Linked DNA regions of Mus musculus: regions 2, 3, 4, 5 and 6 are each linked to region 1. The links are chromatin contacts, called in public promoter capture Hi-C maps. All regions are on one chromosome and are shown on one strand. Each heading gives the region's core, a stretch centred on a gene start, on an enhancer-like site or on the middle of the called end of the contact. The rest is flanking DNA. Distances are from core to core; before and after follow the strand shown.

Evidence for each region. Promoter capture Hi-C pulls out the DNA fragments that hold promoters and counts their contacts.
Region 2: a promoter capture Hi-C map of liver shows a contact between it and region 1, with 3 times the contacts expected there. The contact joins the promoter of Nelfa here to the promoter of Depdc5 in region 1. A contact is called at or near these places in 2 of 39 promoter capture datasets (hippocampal neurons and liver) and 1 of 9 other capture datasets (liver).
Region 3: a promoter capture Hi-C map of liver shows a contact between it and region 1, with 4 times the contacts expected there. The contact joins the promoter of Rnf4 here to the promoter of Depdc5 in region 1. A contact is called at or near these places in 4 of 39 promoter capture datasets (hematopoietic stem and progenitor cells, liver and pre-B cells) and 1 of 9 other capture datasets (liver).
Region 4: a promoter capture Hi-C map of pre-B cells shows a contact between it and region 1, with 6 times the contacts expected there. The contact joins the promoter of Rbks here to the promoter of Depdc5 in region 1. A contact is called at or near these places in 5 of 39 promoter capture datasets (cranial neural crest, hippocampal neurons, liver and 1 more), 1 of 484 Hi-C or Micro-C datasets (CD8 T cells), 5 of 115 datasets of contacts at active chromatin or transcription factors (astrocytes, cardiomyocytes, extraembryonic endoderm stem cells and 2 more) and 1 of 9 other capture datasets (liver).
Region 5: a promoter capture Hi-C map of pre-B cells shows a contact between it and region 1, with 2.7 times the contacts expected there. The contact joins the promoter of Gpn1 here to the promoter of Depdc5 in region 1. A contact is called at or near these places in 13 of 39 promoter capture datasets (the 3T3-L1 cell line, 3T3-L1-derived adipocytes, cranial neural crest and 8 more), 1 of 484 Hi-C or Micro-C datasets (B cells) and 7 of 115 datasets of contacts at active chromatin or transcription factors (astrocytes, differentiating embryonic stem cells, embryonic forebrain and 4 more).
Region 6: a promoter capture Hi-C map of pre-B cells shows a contact between it and region 1, with 2.3 times the contacts expected there. The contact joins the promoter of Mxd4 here to the promoter of Depdc5 in region 1. A contact is called at or near these places in 3 of 39 promoter capture datasets (liver and pre-B cells), 1 of 115 datasets of contacts at active chromatin or transcription factors (pancreatic cancer cells) and 1 of 9 other capture datasets (liver).

What each region holds. Positions count from the first base shown.
Region 1 is chr5:32,862,418-32,865,290 of GRCm38.p6, reverse strand. It overlaps Depdc5 (DEP domain containing 5), which reads right to left and starts at 1,570. Exons shown (of 43, transcript NM_001170567.1): 1 at 1,470-1,570; 2 at 592-714. The coding sequence starts at 649.
Region 2 is chr5:33,934,905-33,937,637 of GRCm38.p6, reverse strand. It overlaps Nelfa (negative elongation factor complex member A, Whsc2), which reads left to right and starts at 1,367. Exons shown (of 11, transcript NM_011914.3): 1 at 1,367-1,612. The coding sequence starts at 1,403.
Region 3 is chr5:34,334,761-34,337,517 of GRCm38.p6, reverse strand. It overlaps Rnf4 (ring finger protein 4), which reads right to left and starts at 1,268. Exons shown (of 8, transcript NM_011278.5): 1 at 977-1,268. It also overlaps A830049F12Rik.
Region 4 is chr5:31,696,313-31,699,012 of GRCm38.p6, reverse strand. It overlaps Rbks (ribokinase), which reads left to right and starts at 1,403. Exons shown (of 8, transcript NM_153196.1): 1 at 1,403-1,503. The coding sequence starts at 1,412. It overlaps Babam2 (BRISC and BRCA1 A complex member 2), which reads right to left and starts at 963. Exons shown (of 12, transcript NM_144541.1): 1 at 936-963.
Region 5 is chr5:31,493,351-31,496,050 of GRCm38.p6, reverse strand. It overlaps Gpn1 (GPN-loop GTPase 1), which reads right to left and starts at 1,310. Exons shown (of 14, transcript NM_133756.5): 1 at 1,168-1,310; 2 at 440-533. The coding sequence starts at 1,278.
Region 6 is chr5:34,186,322-34,189,021 of GRCm38.p6, reverse strand. Mxd4 (Max dimerization protein 4) reads left to right here and starts at 1,312. Exons shown (of 6, transcript NM_010753.2): 1 at 1,312-1,512; 2 at 1,594-1,693. The coding sequence starts at 1,449.

The DNA.
Region 1 (2,873 bases), core at 321-2,820:
GGAAGGGCAGTAACTCAAGATCAGCCTCCAGTGCATACTGAGTTCAAAGCCAGTATGAGCTCTAAGACTCTGTCTCAAAAACCAAACCAAACCAGCTCACTTTGTCAGTAATTCTGATTTCTGAAGTAAAGAACATTAAAAAAAAAAAAAAAAAAAAAAAACCAGGAGGAAGGACTTGGATGCAGTCCATAGAGTCCTTTTCTAGTAAACTTGTGGCCAAGCACTCACTACACAGAAGAAAAACAAAAACAAAACAAACAAAAGCAGGAGGAAAATTAACTCAGGTGTGGTAGAGTATTTCCAGATACACAGGCAGGAGGATAATGGGTTCAAAGCCAGCTTGGGCTACACAATGAGTTCTAAATGAGCCTTGGAAACATGGTAAAACCTGGATTCAAAATACAACCCAACAAACTCTGAATGTGAAGAATGCTTTTCAAAAAGATCCTGTGCTCTCATTTCCAACCATCCCTGATCTCTGATACTGCTCCACTCTTACCTGTCCAGTCTCCCTTGTGATATGGGTAATTTTTAAGGCACATCATAACTTCAGCCAACTTACACAATCCCCAAATATCAATCAATACTGACCACTGCCCCCAAAGCCCTTCTTGTGGATGACAAGTTTGTAGACCTTTGTGGTTCTCATTTTGTCTTGTGATTTCTTCAGCTGTTCCAATCTTGGAGCAGGGAAGTCATCTTGCTTTCCTGCTACTGAAACACAAATAAAAACATCGAGGATGTCAGGCTTCCTAAATTTGCTCTTTAATTTTAGACCTTGAAGGTACTGGTGGTTGTTCGGCTGAAAGGCGTGCCAACCCTTGCATTATATCGCTCCTCCAATTACCAAGAGAGACAAACAAATAGAAGTGTGCTTTAAAAATTAAAGGGAACTTGGGCTCAGATCTCGTCCATCCTCTAAAGCTATTTTCTCTACCGCATACCTAAAAGGGAGGCTTGTGGTGAGAGGGGCACTACCTTGTTTTTGTCTGCATCAGGAACACCAAAATAGTACAGGGATATTCGAAGAGGTTAGTCCATCACATAAGTAGAGGAACGTCAAAACAAGGGATTCGCCCAAGGTCACTCGAACTGTTATGCACTCCCATGACTCGCGGTCCACTAACAATGTCCTGGGGAAAAGAGAACTGAGGAAGGCTGCGGTTTCCTTGCCGACCCCTCTACTGGTACCAACTCTCAGCGGACCGTCCTGCCTCCATTTCACCGCTGCGGTCCGGGAAGCTTGGTGAGAGAAAGACTGGTCCAAGGTCACACGGGGAACTGCAAGAAGAGTCGGGCCTCGAACCTGGCTCAGGGACCCTTCCTTCAAGCCCCTCAAGTCTCAGCCCGAGGTTGGCGCTCGACTCCCCCCCCCAACCCCCCCACTTCCAGAGCCCCTGCGCGCCTCAGGCCCGGCCCGAGGCCAGATTCCGGACAGATCTCCCCAGGACCTCCTCAGGATATCCCACCTGAGCCCCCACAGTTCGCGCAGCTTCCGCACCAGGGCTCTAGGAACCAGACAGACAGCACCACCGAAGAGCGCTCACCTGAGCCCGCGCCGCTCCCGAGGCTCCGCCCCGAGTCCCCGCCCCTCGCCAGTCCCTGCTCAGCCGGCTTGGCCGCTCTAGCCCAGCCTCCGCCTCGTCTCGGTGGCCGCGCCACTTCCTCCTCCGGGGCTGCGGGGAGGTGGGGGGGGCGGGGCGGGGGGGAGGCTGGGGGCGTGGCGTTGAGTCCGACTTCAAACCGAGTTCCCGTTGGCGTTTCCCGCCACCGTCTACAGGGCTGCCCGCTTTGCATGGAAAATTTGAAAATAGAGCCACAGCCAAGACCTTCGTTTCAGAAGAGCGAAGTGATTTCGTAATAGGAGAAACTCGAGAGAGTCGACTCTTACCTCGCGGAGCTGTTTCCATGTGTTTGACGAAGTTAATAACTAAACCTGGTCCAGAGGGCTATTGAGAAGTGCAAAAGTCTCTGCGGGTGGTGGCTCCCCCTCCTAATCCAGGTTCTGTAGAGACAAGAGTGCTGAACATTCCCTAGAGTTCTTGGGCTATGTAGCAAGAAAACGGGGGTGTGTATAATTCATGAGCGAGTTACTAACTTATTGAAAACTGTTAAATATAATTAAGAAGTACAAGTTAATGATAAGTACAAATGTAACATGTACAGAGACAAGCTTGGAAGGAGAAACCAATTTACATTACCCATTATATACTCTTTTGTTGTCAAAATTAAACCTAATGTACATAAGTCAAAACAAGTGTACAGTAAACTTAAAGTTTGTTTGATTAAAAAAAATATTCAAAACATTGAATGCCCGAGTACAATGGGTTAAATCTACAATAGGCTCGCATGGCAGAAGGCCCAGTAGTTTCCTTAGATGGGGCATAAATCATCCAACCAGAGTAAATTGCGTGGTGGCACACGCCTTTAATCCCAGCACTCAGGAGGCAGAGGCAGGCGGATTTCTGAGTTCGAGGACAGCCTGGTCTACAAAGTGAGTTCCAGAACAGCCAGGGCTACACAGAGAAACCCTATCTCAGAAAACCAAAAAAAAAAAAAAAAAAAAAAAAAACCAAAAAAACAAAAACAAAACAAAACTGTAAGTTGTGTGTTAGCCTCATTACAGAGTAAGGATTCATGGGAAGAAGAACCTGCTAGAAGGCCTGACCTGTTCCCACCTTGTAGGCCAAAACAAACAAACAAAGCCAAAAACCTCCTTATCTAAAGATGAATTATTCCTCATGTCTCAAAAAATGGAGGTGGGAAAGGTAGATTCTCTTGTCCATTGGAGGATCTCAGAGTCTGCACCACATCCTAAATGACTTAAAGAGCAGAGACAAATAGCAAGATGCTATCTATACACAGGGGAATCT
Region 2 (2,733 bases), core at 118-2,617, 1.1 Mb before region 1:
GATGAGCAACATTTTTTTTTTCCAAGACAGGGTTTCTCTGTGTAGCCCTGGATGTCCTGGAATTCACTCTGTAGACCCGGCTGGCCTCGAACTCAGAAATCCACCTACCTCTTCATCCCAAGTGCTGGGATTAAAGGTGTGTGCCACCACCACCAGGCAAGTCTGAGTAACTTAAAGTGTCAGGAAAGACCACTCCACTACAGCTGTCACCAAATGCTGGATACCTGAGGCTCCCAGTCCCTTGAATCAGGCAATTCCACAGTCTCTTCTGTCAATAGTTGTTAATATAACCATGGGAAGTGGCCTAGTGAGTCTTATGCCTTTCCAAGTTTCCTCAGGCTTGTACATTTAATTACCATGCTAAGTCTTAAGAGCTGCTCTCCCCTCTTCATGAAATATTTCAATTAGGAGAAAACAATTTACATTTAGTTATATATTTTCATTCTGTGGCTCAAAATGGACTCAAACCCTCCTATCTGAGCTCAAATTCCAGGAATTACAGACATGAACCACCACTCCCAGGATACTTAGTGTTTTAAGAGATTCGTTTCACTATTTTGCACAGGATGGCCTCTACCTCCTCGGCCCAACCGATCCTTTTCAATCTCCTAAATATCTGTGACCAGAGTCGTGCCCTACTGCCACTTTTGCTGACACTGCCTTGTGAGTGGCCTAGGGCTTTAATCCCAGTACTTGGGAGGCAGAGGTAAGTGGATCTCGGAATTTGAGGCCAGCTTGGTCTACAGAGTGAGTTCGAAGGATGGACAGAACTACACTGTCAAGTTCTGATAAAGAGAGACACTACAGGGTGAATTTAGGCTTCTCAGCAGCTGTGGAGGATCAGCCTTTGAAAGACCGTACTCTGAACTACTTTGCAATTGCCCTGATGATTAACCACAGCCATCGCGACCACATAACCATGGGAAATGGCCTAGTGACATCCCCGACACGGAACGGACCTGTATGCGGACCTGAGGCAGCACTGTATGCAGGACGGGCAAGGGCCATTCAAGACTGTCTGTGGAGAACGAGCCCAGCGCGCTCTCCGGACTCCTTCCAATGAGCCGCACACCGGGAAACCAAACTGTTGCGCCTCACTGCGGTACTCTGAGCGGAACATCTCGACGACACACGGATGCGACTCAAATGGCTACGGCATTGCCCGGCGCCCTAGTAGGTGCCGCCATCATGCGTTACGGAAACCCAGAGTTCTTTTCGCGGAGACTCACCGCCCACTCCCTGTTCTTGCGCCTCGGCTCGAAGCCTCCAGAAGGCGGGGCCATTTGCAGTTGCACTCGAGACCCCGCCCCGCGCCAACGGGTGCCGCCATGTTGGGGGTCCTCGCCGGGGACACGTAGGCGTCCGCGTAAGATGCCGGCCGACGCGCGCTGCCGCCGCCAAGATGGCTTCCATGAGGGAGAGTGACACCGGCCTGTGGCTGCACAACAAGCTGGGCGCCACGGACGAGCTGTGGGCGCCACCCAGCATCGCGTCCCTGCTCACCGCCGCGGTCATCGATAACATCCGCCTCTGCTTCCACCGCCTCTCCTCGGCCGTGAAGCTCAAGCTACTGCTCGGGACGCTGCATCTCCCGCGCCGCACCGTGGACGAGGTGAGGACGCGGGCCAGCCTCTCTCCGGCCGGAGCACCGCTCCTGCCTCCCGCCGGCTCCGGCGCCGCACCTTGCCCTTCTCCCGCCGGCCGCGCGCAGCTCCGTTTTGGCGCCGTTAGCCCCTACACCTTAGTACTTCCAGCCGCTGGGCGCTGTCGCGTTCGGGGGTCGTGGGGCCATGGCCACAACAGCCAGGCCCGCCCCTTCCGCAGTGCTGGATGCTTCAGCTCCGAAGCTACTCTTGGTTCGGGGCTGTTAGTGCAACTTTCCATGTGACTGCTGACCTTAATTTTGTTGCTTTTGCCTTACCAAATATCAGTCGGCTTGCGTTCATCTCTATTCTGTGGCGTTTTGTTTTGTTTTTGTTTTTTGAGACAGGGTTTCTCTGTATAGCTCTGGCTGTCCTGGAACTCACATTGTAGACCAGGCTGGCCTTGAACTCAGAAATCCGCCTGCCTCTGCCTCCTGGGATTAAAGGCGTGCGCCACCACGCCCGGCTATTCTGTGGCTTCTTTTCAGTGTACTCTTGTTCCACATTGCATCTCTCTAACTTATACTATGCTTTGCAAATACATACGCAAATAATATATGTATAGTTTCACTGTGTAGCCCAGGTTGATCTCATACTTGGTATCCTCCAGTCTCAATCTCTGGAGGTCTGGGCCACTACATCTGATAGCAGCTAAAAACACCGAGTTACCTTAGTTTTTAAACATTTCCAGTTATTGTATTATTTTTATATCATTAATTTTTATTGCTGCACTATACCATATACACAAAACTGCATATTTATTCGGTTTAAAAAATACTGAGAGCTAGCTAAATGACTCCTGTTATCTCCACACATGAAAACAAGGCTGGTCCCTCCAAAGCACCTCCATTCCTCTTTCCTGCAGGAGGCTTTTTTTTTTTTTTTTTGGTTTTATTTTGGCAGGGTTATCAATCGTGTGTGCATTCCTAGCACACACGAGTATTTGGGGTTTGCCTCATTTGAATTTAATACGGCAACAGGTTTCCACGTTATATTCATTTTCCGTGTGGTGTGGGTGTGTCTTCTGTTGGTAAACACCTGGACAGATTCATCCAAGTTGTTGCAGACAGTTTGATTTACTCCGAATTAT
Region 3 (2,757 bases), core at 19-2,518, 1.5 Mb before region 1:
CAAGTGTTTTCTCCAACCATTAAAAAGAAAAAGCACCAGGTGTGTGTGGGGTCTGGGCTGGAGAGAGGTTCCCTCTCACCATTGTCAGGAACAAGAGTCAATCTGCAGGCTGAAAGACCTCAGACTACCTCAGCCTTTGTGAACCTCGGGCTCCCCCAATTACTTGGGCAACCTAAACTAAACGGCAGACCGAAAAACTGAAGCTTAAAACGCCCAGGGGTAAAGTTTAAAAAAACAAAAAGCAGGAACGCCCATATCTGGACTCCTCCCCCGCCCTAATCAAAATGTGGACAATGGCGTCCACTGCGAACAATGTTAAAGGTTAAGTTTCCTATCCCTGTGTACAGATGTGGCCCTGAGGGAAGGGCCCGAGCAGGCACCGGGCTAAGGATGGAGGTCGCAATCGCCCGCTTGACTAACCATAGATAGAACCAAAAGTGGCTCCTGGAAGCCCAAACCCCATTCAGCTCCAAAGCCCGCAAGCGTCCTCGGCACTCTCGCAACTTAGATACGGCCCGCCACGCGGCCCGGGTGCCCCAGCAAACTCGCAGGCCTCCGGAAGGCGGGGCGGCGACGCGACCACACAAAGGCTGCGTCATCAGCAAGGAACAAAAACCTCGCTCAGGTTCTCTGCAATCCGCCCGCCCGGCCCCGAGAGTGACCTTGGGCGACCCCCAACCCTCGCCGAGCCTCAGTTTCCCTTCCTACTTGGCGAAAGAGGTTCTCCGGCCAGGCCGCGGGTTGGCGAGCGGATACCCCCACACAAGACATTTCCCTACTTCCGACGACGGCGCCGCTCCATGTTCCGACAACCGCGTGCTCTCCGGGAAAGAGGCGGCAGAGGGCCCAAGCCGGAGAAGCGCGGTTCTGCGAGAGGCGGGCGGCCACCAACCCCAGTGCGGGCCGAGAGGCCGCCCGCGCTCCACGCCCGCACCGCCCTGCCCCGCCGCTTCCATGCTGCGGAGCCCAGCCTTACTTGGAGCTGGGGTTTGCTGCCAGACGCCTCGGCTGATGAGCTCGGGCAAGGACGTACCGACTCCAGCCGCCGCTGAGGAGACCCGTTCAAGCAAGCCTCCACCGCCTCACGAAGACCCACTTCCGCTCGTCCGGCACCGGCCCGCCCTTCTCAGCCCTTATTGGCCTCTCCCGCCTTTTCTCCCGTGCTCTACCGGTTTAGGAGGATAAATTGCAATTTTATTGGGTGAGAAAACCATCTATTACCACTTTGAAATACACCTTCTTCCGGTCACGCCCCCCGCCTGCTTGCGGGAGCTTCCACTTCCCGCGAGAGTGCCGCCAGTCGCGCTCCTCCCACGAGAACTTGGCGGTGTCGTTGCTGAGGCGCGTCGCGAGCTTGCCCGCTGGGTGTTTGACTTTTCGTTTGGCTTCTGACCTGGTATACGGTGGCCCTTACGGCTGCATCTAGCCCTAAACCATAATCCGTACCCTTCTCCGTCTCCTCGGTCGTTAATGAGGCGTACCAGAGACTCGCCCAAGGCCCCAATTTTCTGCTGATCCACAGGCAACCAGGCCGGGATTCGCACCATAAGTGCCAGGCTCTTAGGCATGTCGGTCCCCGGACTCTCCCTCGCAGGAATCCCATCATCTGGACAGGGGGCTCACCTATACGTTTGGGAGGCCTACCTGGAGGAAGCTTGAGGACTAGACGAAAGAGAACGTCCAGTTAGACATTGTGTGTGCTAAAGGCGGGGGAAGGTAGAGCTGGGCATGCCCAGGAGTCTGCGGGTTAGCTGCCCAAGTGTGTCGGGGCAGAGGCGAGAAAGGCAGGACTCAGAACACAAGTCCCATGGAATGCAAAGAACGGCCTCGGGCAAGACCAGGGCCTGGAATTGGGTCTTAGGACATCTCATGTTACAGAATCTCTCTTACCTGAATCTGAAAACCAGTATAATAACTTTAGGCAAGTCTCAGTCCATTCACACCTATTACAGGTTATCCATTTTACCTACTTCTGCCGGTTAATAAGAATGTGAGTGCTAACAGGTAATACAAGTCCTGCTGCTCCTGGGCTAGGTGGAGGGATGGGTTTAGCAACTGGAAAATGATCTATCCATAGATAAATAGCAACTAGAAAGAAATAGATGAGGACCCTCAGACTACTTGAGCAGATGATTTGAAGGTTATCCTAAATGTGGTTGAATTGCTTCTGTGGGGATATAGATCCTGGAAGATTGATTAACATGGCGAAGCAGATCAAAACCCGACCGTTAATATTTTCCATATTACAATCTCTGACGTTTTATGGAATTATAAGAGAACTTAGGATAAAGTGTGTATGATAAATACATACCTGACTCCAGTGTAAAATGTGTTTTGATGTTTTGGGCATGCTTTCCAAATGTTATAAATAGGAATAAAGAGAACTTACATTTGTAAGAAAAATGTAGGTATTTCTTATAATTTTTTGAATACTTAAATCAGGTGAGACCAAAACAGGAATATATACCCTTATAGGTTAAAGGTTCTGTTTGCAGTTAAACAGTTAAATATTTCTTGCCAGGAAGTAGTGGCCCACACCTTTAATCCCAGCAGAGATTAAACTCAGGAGGCAGAGGCAGGCAGATCTCTAAGTCTGAGGCTAGCCTGATAGGCTAGTTCCAGGACAGTCAAGGCTATACAGAAACACTGACTCAAAAAACACCAAAAAAAGCGAGCAGTGGTGGCGCCTTTAATCCCAGCACTCAGGAGGCAGAGGCAGACAGATTTCTGAGTTCCAGGCCAGCCTGGTCTACAAAG
Region 4 (2,700 bases), core at 154-2,653, 1.2 Mb after region 1:
ACAAGTTTTTGACAGTGCAAGGTTTTGTGCAGCTTCAAGATGTTTCAGTAAGTGTGACTTCACTAACAAATGAAAGTTAAAAAAAAAAAAAACTATACTGACTCCAAAATCAGGAATTTGAAGAGAAAAAAAAAAAAAAAGATGATTCTTTGGTACAATATGCAGGGATATGGATTAGAAACACACACCTCTCCTTTACATATGGCACCATTATAACTGATTCCAGAGAAGCAGGAAATTTTGGTGACCTGCCTCTCTTGAATGCTTGTTTTGCAATTTGTATTTCCTGATTTTGATGTATTGCAGACGGAAGATGCAAATATATAATTTTTATAAAAAAATCTGCTGCCGCAAGATAAGGTCACATGAGGTCTTTTAGTGGGCAGGCTGTCTGGGGAACACAAAGACGTATAAAGCACCATCTAGGCTCTCGCAATTAGGAGAGGATGACAAACACGGAAACATGTGCCCCCGTTGACGTCATGGAACGGAAAGGGGTGGCCTCCTGCTGCATCACGTCCACGTCATATGGCGCACGAGGGAAGTTACTGTGGGGGAGCAATTTCTCCACTGGGCAACATCAGGGAGGGGCGGGGAGAGCGAATTGGTTCCGATCCAAAGAATGTCCACCCATTCTGAGGAGAATCTAAAGGGATCCAACCCTTTCTCCCAAATTGTATGATGCCCTCATCAAGTGCAAAAAGAGGCGGGCTTCATCAGAAACCAGGACTGAACGAGATACGTGGAGAAAGAGAAGCCTCAGATCTTGGGGGCGGCTCTTGAGGGAATCCGCGTGCTGTGGGGCGAGCGGGGCATCTTTGGAACGCGGGCCTTCTCTTGAAGAGGCTAGCTCTCTGGCCATACTCAAACATGGCTCTCTGCGCCACCTGTGCGACTGAGATCCAACCTCCCCGCACCAGCCCGGGTCCAGGTACCTGGAACTTAAGTCCGATCAGTAACCGGCGACTAGACGGGGTACAGGTTACCCGAGCGCGCCCCCGACCGACGCACCGACCTGCGCGCGAACCGCGGGCCGGATGCGTGCGCGCTCCCCCGGACGTCCCGCCCTCTCCGGAGCCGGCCGGGCGTGCGCGTCCCCGCGCCGAGAAGCCGGAAGCTGAGGAAGGCGACCGGGTAGCGCCTGAAGGTTCCCGGGAGCTCTGGCCTAGTGCTTGGCGCGCTCTGTCATTCTCGCCGTGGCGGCCGGGCCCTGTGCTTGTGAGGCGGGGCAGGAACACCGGTCCCAGAGGGATCAGGACTAGCCAAAGGCCGGAGAGATTTCGGGCATTTGGGAGGGCGACCGGCACAGGCGGGTGGAACGCCCGCGTCGTTAAGGAGGACGGGGCGGCGTCCCTGGTTACGGGGTCAGGCAAAGGGCAAAGGGCAGCGTCAGGGTTGAGCAGGATTAGTAATGGCGGCGTGTGGGGAGCCCGGGAGGCCCTGGCAGGAGGAGGAGGCAGCAGCGGTGGTAGTGGTGGGTTCCTGCATGACCGACCTGGTCAGGTTAGTGCGGGGCCGCAGCGCAAGGTCTCGGGAGGGCGAGCCACACTGTGGATGCCCGGGCCTCGGATCGGTGGGCACCCACCATTGGAACTTTCCTGAAAGCTTCAGGTTTCCAAGCACGACTTCTGAGGTGAAAAGGCAGAATTCAAGTTTGTGGAGGTCAATGACAGAGGAAGGGACAGGGATGGGGGGTGGGGGGACTGAATGAAAGCTTTGATAGACACCCCCACCTACGGGCGCCCCCAAACACCTGCACCTGTTTCCTTGGCCAGGCTGCCCCATGACATTTTAACCTCTGAGAACATGATGTACCTACTTCACAGGGTTGAGAGCACAAGAAGTGTTTTGTCCACCAGACCCAACTGGGTATTACTGGATTGAACACGTGAAAGAAGGCACTGAGGCAAACACCTTTTCACTCATGTTGGCATTCCTGCAGTGTTCCATATTTACAGTTTACTTTTATGTGGAAATGTAACCATGGGCCAACCTTTGTGGTGAACCTAAGTGTGAATTCAAAATTTAAAACACACACACACACACACAAACATGACAATTACAGCCACTAAAAACCTGACCAAATAGTGCTAAATGAGAATAGTTGAGTTAGGTCAGAGAGGTTGTAGGGAAGATCCTTCTGCTTTGTCGTCTGTTTTTATGAAAACAGCTTTCCAAGCAGATAAGCAATATACATTGTAGAAAAAAAAATAGTTCAGGTATTCCAAAAAACTCAGGCCATATAATTCTGTTTATGTTAATAACCATATTTCCCAGCAACTTAGTGTCATCGGTCCCTAAACTATTTTTCCAAAAGATAGCAGAGAACTTTGAAATAAGGCCTTGGGGTAATCAAAACAACCAAACCCTTTCACCAAACTACCTATATCTACTTTAAAAACAGCTCCAGGGGCCTCATATATCTAACTTAATCTTGCTTAAAACATTATAAATTGTTATCAGATTCATCAAGATGGCTATGAGGTAAAGGTGCTTGACTAAAGCCTAATGCCCTTCAGTTCCTGGAGCCCAGTATGGTGGAAGGACACTACATATGTGATGCATGAGTGTGTACACAATAGATAGATAGATAGATAGATAGATAGATAGAATAAATAAGTCTATGCTTTCAAATTACCAAACACAACAGAAAAGATGGAATTAAAAAGGAGACTGGGGCCGGGCGTGGTGATGCACGCC
Region 5 (2,700 bases), core at 61-2,560, 1.4 Mb after region 1:
ATTCTGCCTCAGGCTCCCTTGGATCACACCAATACTTAAATCTTTTTGATAGTCTCAATCAGAAAGCTCTCCTCAGAACAGTGCATATTCTTACACACACACCCCACACACACAACTTTGGAAATGGAAGGAACCTGCCTATAAAGTGAATTACAGCAAATCTTATAAACTCTGACAAAAGAAACCAAAGGATTCACGTGTCAGGTGACAGCCCGACCTAATGTCATGTCTCATTCTCAAACCAATTCAACGGTTTCACACACCGAGGGCATGAGAGAGAGGTGAGCGGGGATAGTGCATAAGAGGGATAAATCTGCATAAGCAAGAAGCCTGTTCCGGAACTCAGGCAAATCCACAGAAAAGAAAAGTACATAGTTAGCTAGCTTAGAAAGAAAAGACAAGAAAAGGAAATCAAGCAAGCAGGCAGGCAGGCACTCACCAATATTGGCGGGAAAGGGGACTTCATGCACAGCTGGGTCCAGGTTGATTACATACGGTGGACAGCCTTTGTTGTGCAGGTGTCCTGTGAGCCTCTGCAAAAACAAGGAGCCAGGGTTGGAGGGTGATGACCAAAGGATAGGAACGGGCCCCGAGAATTCCCATCCCTTTACTGACCATGCTTATAAAATCTGTAACAATCTCCTTCTTCCCTCAGCGTGTTCAACACTGAAGAGTTTAAAAAGCCATCTAGTTCCAGTACCTGTCTCCCTATTCTCCGTCACGGCTTCGCTAACTCTGCCCCTCCAAGGGTTTTCTTCCTCTGTCTCCTCCACTAAAACACTCACTCCGTGAAAGCAAGAACCCTGTCGATCTCATTGCCGCTGTACTCTCAGAGCTTAGAACGTGGTAGGTCGAACGAAGTGATTCTTTCACAACTCTTCACGCAAACCAGAGTAGTAGACGTTACACTCCCCTACTCTTTAGGCCCGGGCCTTCGGAAAGCTGCCAATTCGCAGCAAGACAAGTTCAGCTGTACCAAGTGTGCATTAAGGTTGCCCAGGAGCCGGCCTCAAGTGACCCAGGCTAGGGTTCGAGGCTTCGGGAAGGAAAGGAGTCAGAGGACAGCTCGAGAAAACCACGCGCCCGGACCCGCAGATTCCCCAGACAACTTCCTCCCTTCTTCCCGGGCCTGAGGCGCCACTACCGCTTCTGCACGGTGCACGTCACCTGTACAAAGGTAGTTTTCCCGGATCCCGCCATTCCCAACACCAACAGACACACGGGGGGCTGAGGAGCCCGGGAAGCCTGGGGTTCGGATGGAGCCACGGGCGCCGCCATCTTTCCTCAGCCACGCCCACCACTCAGGGATCGCCCGGCGGCCTGCGGGCTCTCTGAATTCCGGGCTGCGATTGGTAGGAAAATCCGTCCTCTTGCGTACAGGGCTACGATTGGTCGAACGATCCGGCCTCTCTGAGTTTAGGGTTGCGATTGGCCAGACTATCCAAACCGCTCGAACCTACTGCAGTGGGTGCCTGACCGGCTTTTGGCATCTGACTTGCAGGGGTCACTTTGATGCTATAGTGGCTTTGCACAAGTGAGGGGTAGTGTAGGGAACCAGGAAGGGTTGACAGGAGTGAGATAGGACCCGGAAAGGGTTAAGCTCGTGTCCCCAAGGGAGTAATGAGGTGGGATTCCCAAGCCAGGATCTGTCAGGATCCTATAACAAAGGTGTTGCTCTACCTTTTATTTTATTGTCTAAGAAGAAGAAGAAAAAAATTAAACGTCATTATGTTCTAGAAAATATTAGGTAAAAATTAGCGTAACACTTGAAAGATAGCATGAATACTGTACTTTAACAGAGGAAGATACATTTTCTGGCAATCATTGCCTAATGCAAAGGGGACTAAAGAACCTTACAGCGTTTGTGGCTGAAGTGTGGCTGAATAATTAATACCGGAAGATATGGGTAGAGGAAGGGAGACGAACCTCATGAGGGAAAGCCCTGTATGACAGAGACTGTGACCAATGTCTTATTTGCTCATCTGTATGGCTATTTGTCCAAGGGAAGAAGAAAAGATGGTGAACCAAAGGCTCAAGGGAACCAGAAAACTCCTAAAAAGTCCCCTTTAAGAGTGAGGTAAAGGGCTAGGAGTCAAGGGTGGCCCTGGGTTTTGTTGACATTCTTGGAAAGTGGATAAAACTCTTTTTTTTTTTTTTAAGATTTATTTATTTATTATATGTAAGTACACTGTAGCTGTCTTCCGACACTCCAGAAGAGGGAGTCAGATCTCATTATGGGTGGTTGTGAGCCACCATGTGGTTGCTGGGATTTGAACTCCGGACTTTCGGAAGAGTAGTCGGGTGCTTTTACCCGCTGAGCCATCTCACCAGCCCCCGTGGATAAAACTCTTAAAGAACAAAAAGTTTGTATATATCTATACATAGATATCTCATTTTATTATGACATGTGCAGGCTGTGGAGAGGGCTCAGTTAGTAAGGTGCTTGCTGCACAAACTTAAGGGCCAGAATTCAGACCCCTGCCCTCACATAAAAGCCCAGGCATTGTGGATTGTGCCTATAATCCCAGTGCTAGGGAGCTAGAGATGGGAGAATCCCTGGAGCTCAGTGGCCAGCTAGCTTAGCCAAATTAATGAGCTCCAGGATCAGTGAGCAACGTACCATACCAAATGGATAGTGATTCTCCTTTCCTGACTCAGGCCCTCTCTGGGCACCACTGTCTGGCTTGTGTTACTTTCTGG
Region 6 (2,700 bases), core at 63-2,562, 1.3 Mb before region 1:
ACATTCCCAGATTGTTAACAGCTCTGGGTGTGGGAGCAGTAATCTCCATCTTTCTATTTCAAGGGGACACTGCAAGTTTCCTTATCTGCATATTGGGCATATGGAGAGCCACAAGGAAGTGTGCACAATGCATCCACCTTGGTCCTAAAGTAAATTCAATGCTAATAATCTTTGTTGTTTGCTACAGTACCTTCCTTCCATTTTAAGAGCTGCTATCTAGCCACCTTATTTCCCACAGAACTCTCCAGCCTGCTATTTTGTCCTCAACCTAATAACAGAGAGAGGATCAAGGGGTGGGAGAGGATGGATACAGAGGATGGTGTTAGGGCATCTTGAGCTGTCTGTCCCCCATGCATCTATAGGCCAGCATGAGGGCCTCGGGTCATTAGGGCCAGGAGTTTGCTGAAGAGTTCACCCTCTTGTCACCATAGCCTGGCTCTTGGCACGGCTCTACCCTCAGACCAAGCACCGCAAACAGACACTCACGGATCCCTCTTGCTCAGTAGTGTCAGTAGCTCTTGGTGCCTCTCCCTTAACCCTGGTGGCCTTCCTTTTTACTCCTGATGGCTGATCCTGCCTACTTTGGGTCTGACATCTGAGAGGCTTTTAGATTCCAATGGTCTGCGTCCCTGTCTCCAAGTTTTAGCCTTCCCTGAAGCCAATATTCCTGCCAGAGACAGGTGTCCTTTGCTGTTCTTTAGCGAGATCCCAGCGCCCGCCCCTATCAGGCCCCAAGCCTGGTCCTCCACCGAGACTATGGTACCAACTGACTCCGGGCAACAGGTCGTTGCGCACGACATGCATGGGCACGACAAAGCGCCAGGGCGCGTGTCCGCAGCGCATCCTGCCTGGTGTCTCCCGAGACACGGTCCACGTCCTCCTGGCCCCCGCGTAGGCCGGGCAGCAGTCCCACCACACAGTGCTTCCTCTCGGCAACCGGTCCTGCCCGGGCGTCCTCATTGGCCCCACGCCCTGTCACTGGCCATTGGTCCGCGGACTCAATTTACATAGACCGTTCTGGCCCAATCGGCGTGCAATGCCTACTTAACATGCACGATGGCCGCCAGTCAGCGAGCACTGGGGCTGGGCCACCACGTGCTGTTGCTAAGCTTGGGCTTCTAAATTGTTACTACTGGAGCCAGCCTATCCTAGCCAAGCTTCGCATCTGTCAACATTCTCAGCTCTGCCCGAGGCGTTCGGCCAGTCCCTATTGGGCAAGGCTAGACAAGAACCCGCCCCCTAAGCCGGAGCGCCCACACCTATTGGCTGCGTCGACTGCTGCTCGACTTATGTGTCAATTTGAGGGCCTGAGGCAGAGGGTGGCGGCCCAGCGCTGGAGTCCGCGAGTCGGGCTGGTGTGCCGCCAGGCGCGGGGCGTGCGGCGAGCAGAGCCGGCAGGAGCGCGCCGGGCAGCCGCCGCCGCCGCCGTCCCGTGCGCGGGCGGCAGGATGGAGCTGAACTCTCTGCTGCTGCTGTTGGAGGCGGCCGAGTACCTGGAGCGTAGGGACCGAGGTAGCCCGCGCCCCTTTGTGCCAGGGTGGGCGGGCGGCGGGCGGGCGCAGGGGGCCGCTGACCGCACCGTCTGTCCCGCAGAGGCCGAGCACGGCTACGCCTCCGTGCTGCCCTTCGACGGCGACTTCGCAAGGAAGAAAACAAAGACGGCCGGCCTGGTGCGCAAGGCCCCGAACAACAGGTACCGCCCCCAACCCCCACCTCCCACCCCCGCGCGCTGTGCCAAGCCAGCTCGGGTCGGCCCCACCCGAGTGTCCCCGTCCTCTCTGCGTCCCCAGTACAGTCCTGCGCGCACCCGGGCGGCCGGCCTGGAGGAGGTGCCGGCCCCGCCCGCGCGTCGCCATCTTCCCGCGGCCGCGCCTCCCCGCCGCCGTAAACAGTGCCACGCGTACAGCGGCCGCGCTCGCCGAGGGCCGTTCTGGACTTTTCCAGACCGGAGAGGAGTTGTCAGTTGGTGCCGACCGCTACTCCCTAGTTTGGGCCTAATTGGGGACTCCTCCCTCCCTTGCACTTCTCGGAGCTGGCTTTGCTCTTAGACCCAGCACCTTATCCCCAGGAGCCTGGACAGAGACCTCTCTCTGGCTACTTAAGCGTCCTGCGCAGCTTATTGACAAGGAAACTCCAACCACAAGCATAGGGCTGGCTTTGTCGCGAAGAGCTGCAGGGAGCTATTTCTCTCAAAAGTTCCAGGGCTCAACTACACTGTTTGCCTTGGCCTTGTGTTTGGAGGAAGCCCTGAAGCTGAGGTTTAGGTATGGCTAGGACTGCTAAAGGTTCCACCTTCCTGGCTGCAGTGGGATCCAGGGCACACCTGACACTGTCTAGGGGCTAACTTTGGCCCAGCTACTCCTGTGTGGTCAGTCTGAGAGCTTCCTTAGCAGGCTGGGGGCTTCAGGGCCCCTTGGCAGAGGGTGCGGCTCATTCCTGTGGCCTGTCTGTTCTTGGGAAACAGAGAGGCTGGCACAAGGACCCATTTCTGTGGTGTCCTAGGCCTGGCAAAGAACAGGTTGAATTACCAACGGCCTGAGTCCCAGCCCCTGGTCTCTTGCTTTGAACAGTTTGCAGAAGGACTTAAGTGTGTTGGAGGCCTCACTGCCCCAAGCTTCCACAGTGAGATGGCCTGGACCCGGCTTCTGTCTGCCCTAAACCCCAGGTTTGGGAGCTCAGCTTCCTGTGGCATGGAGTACC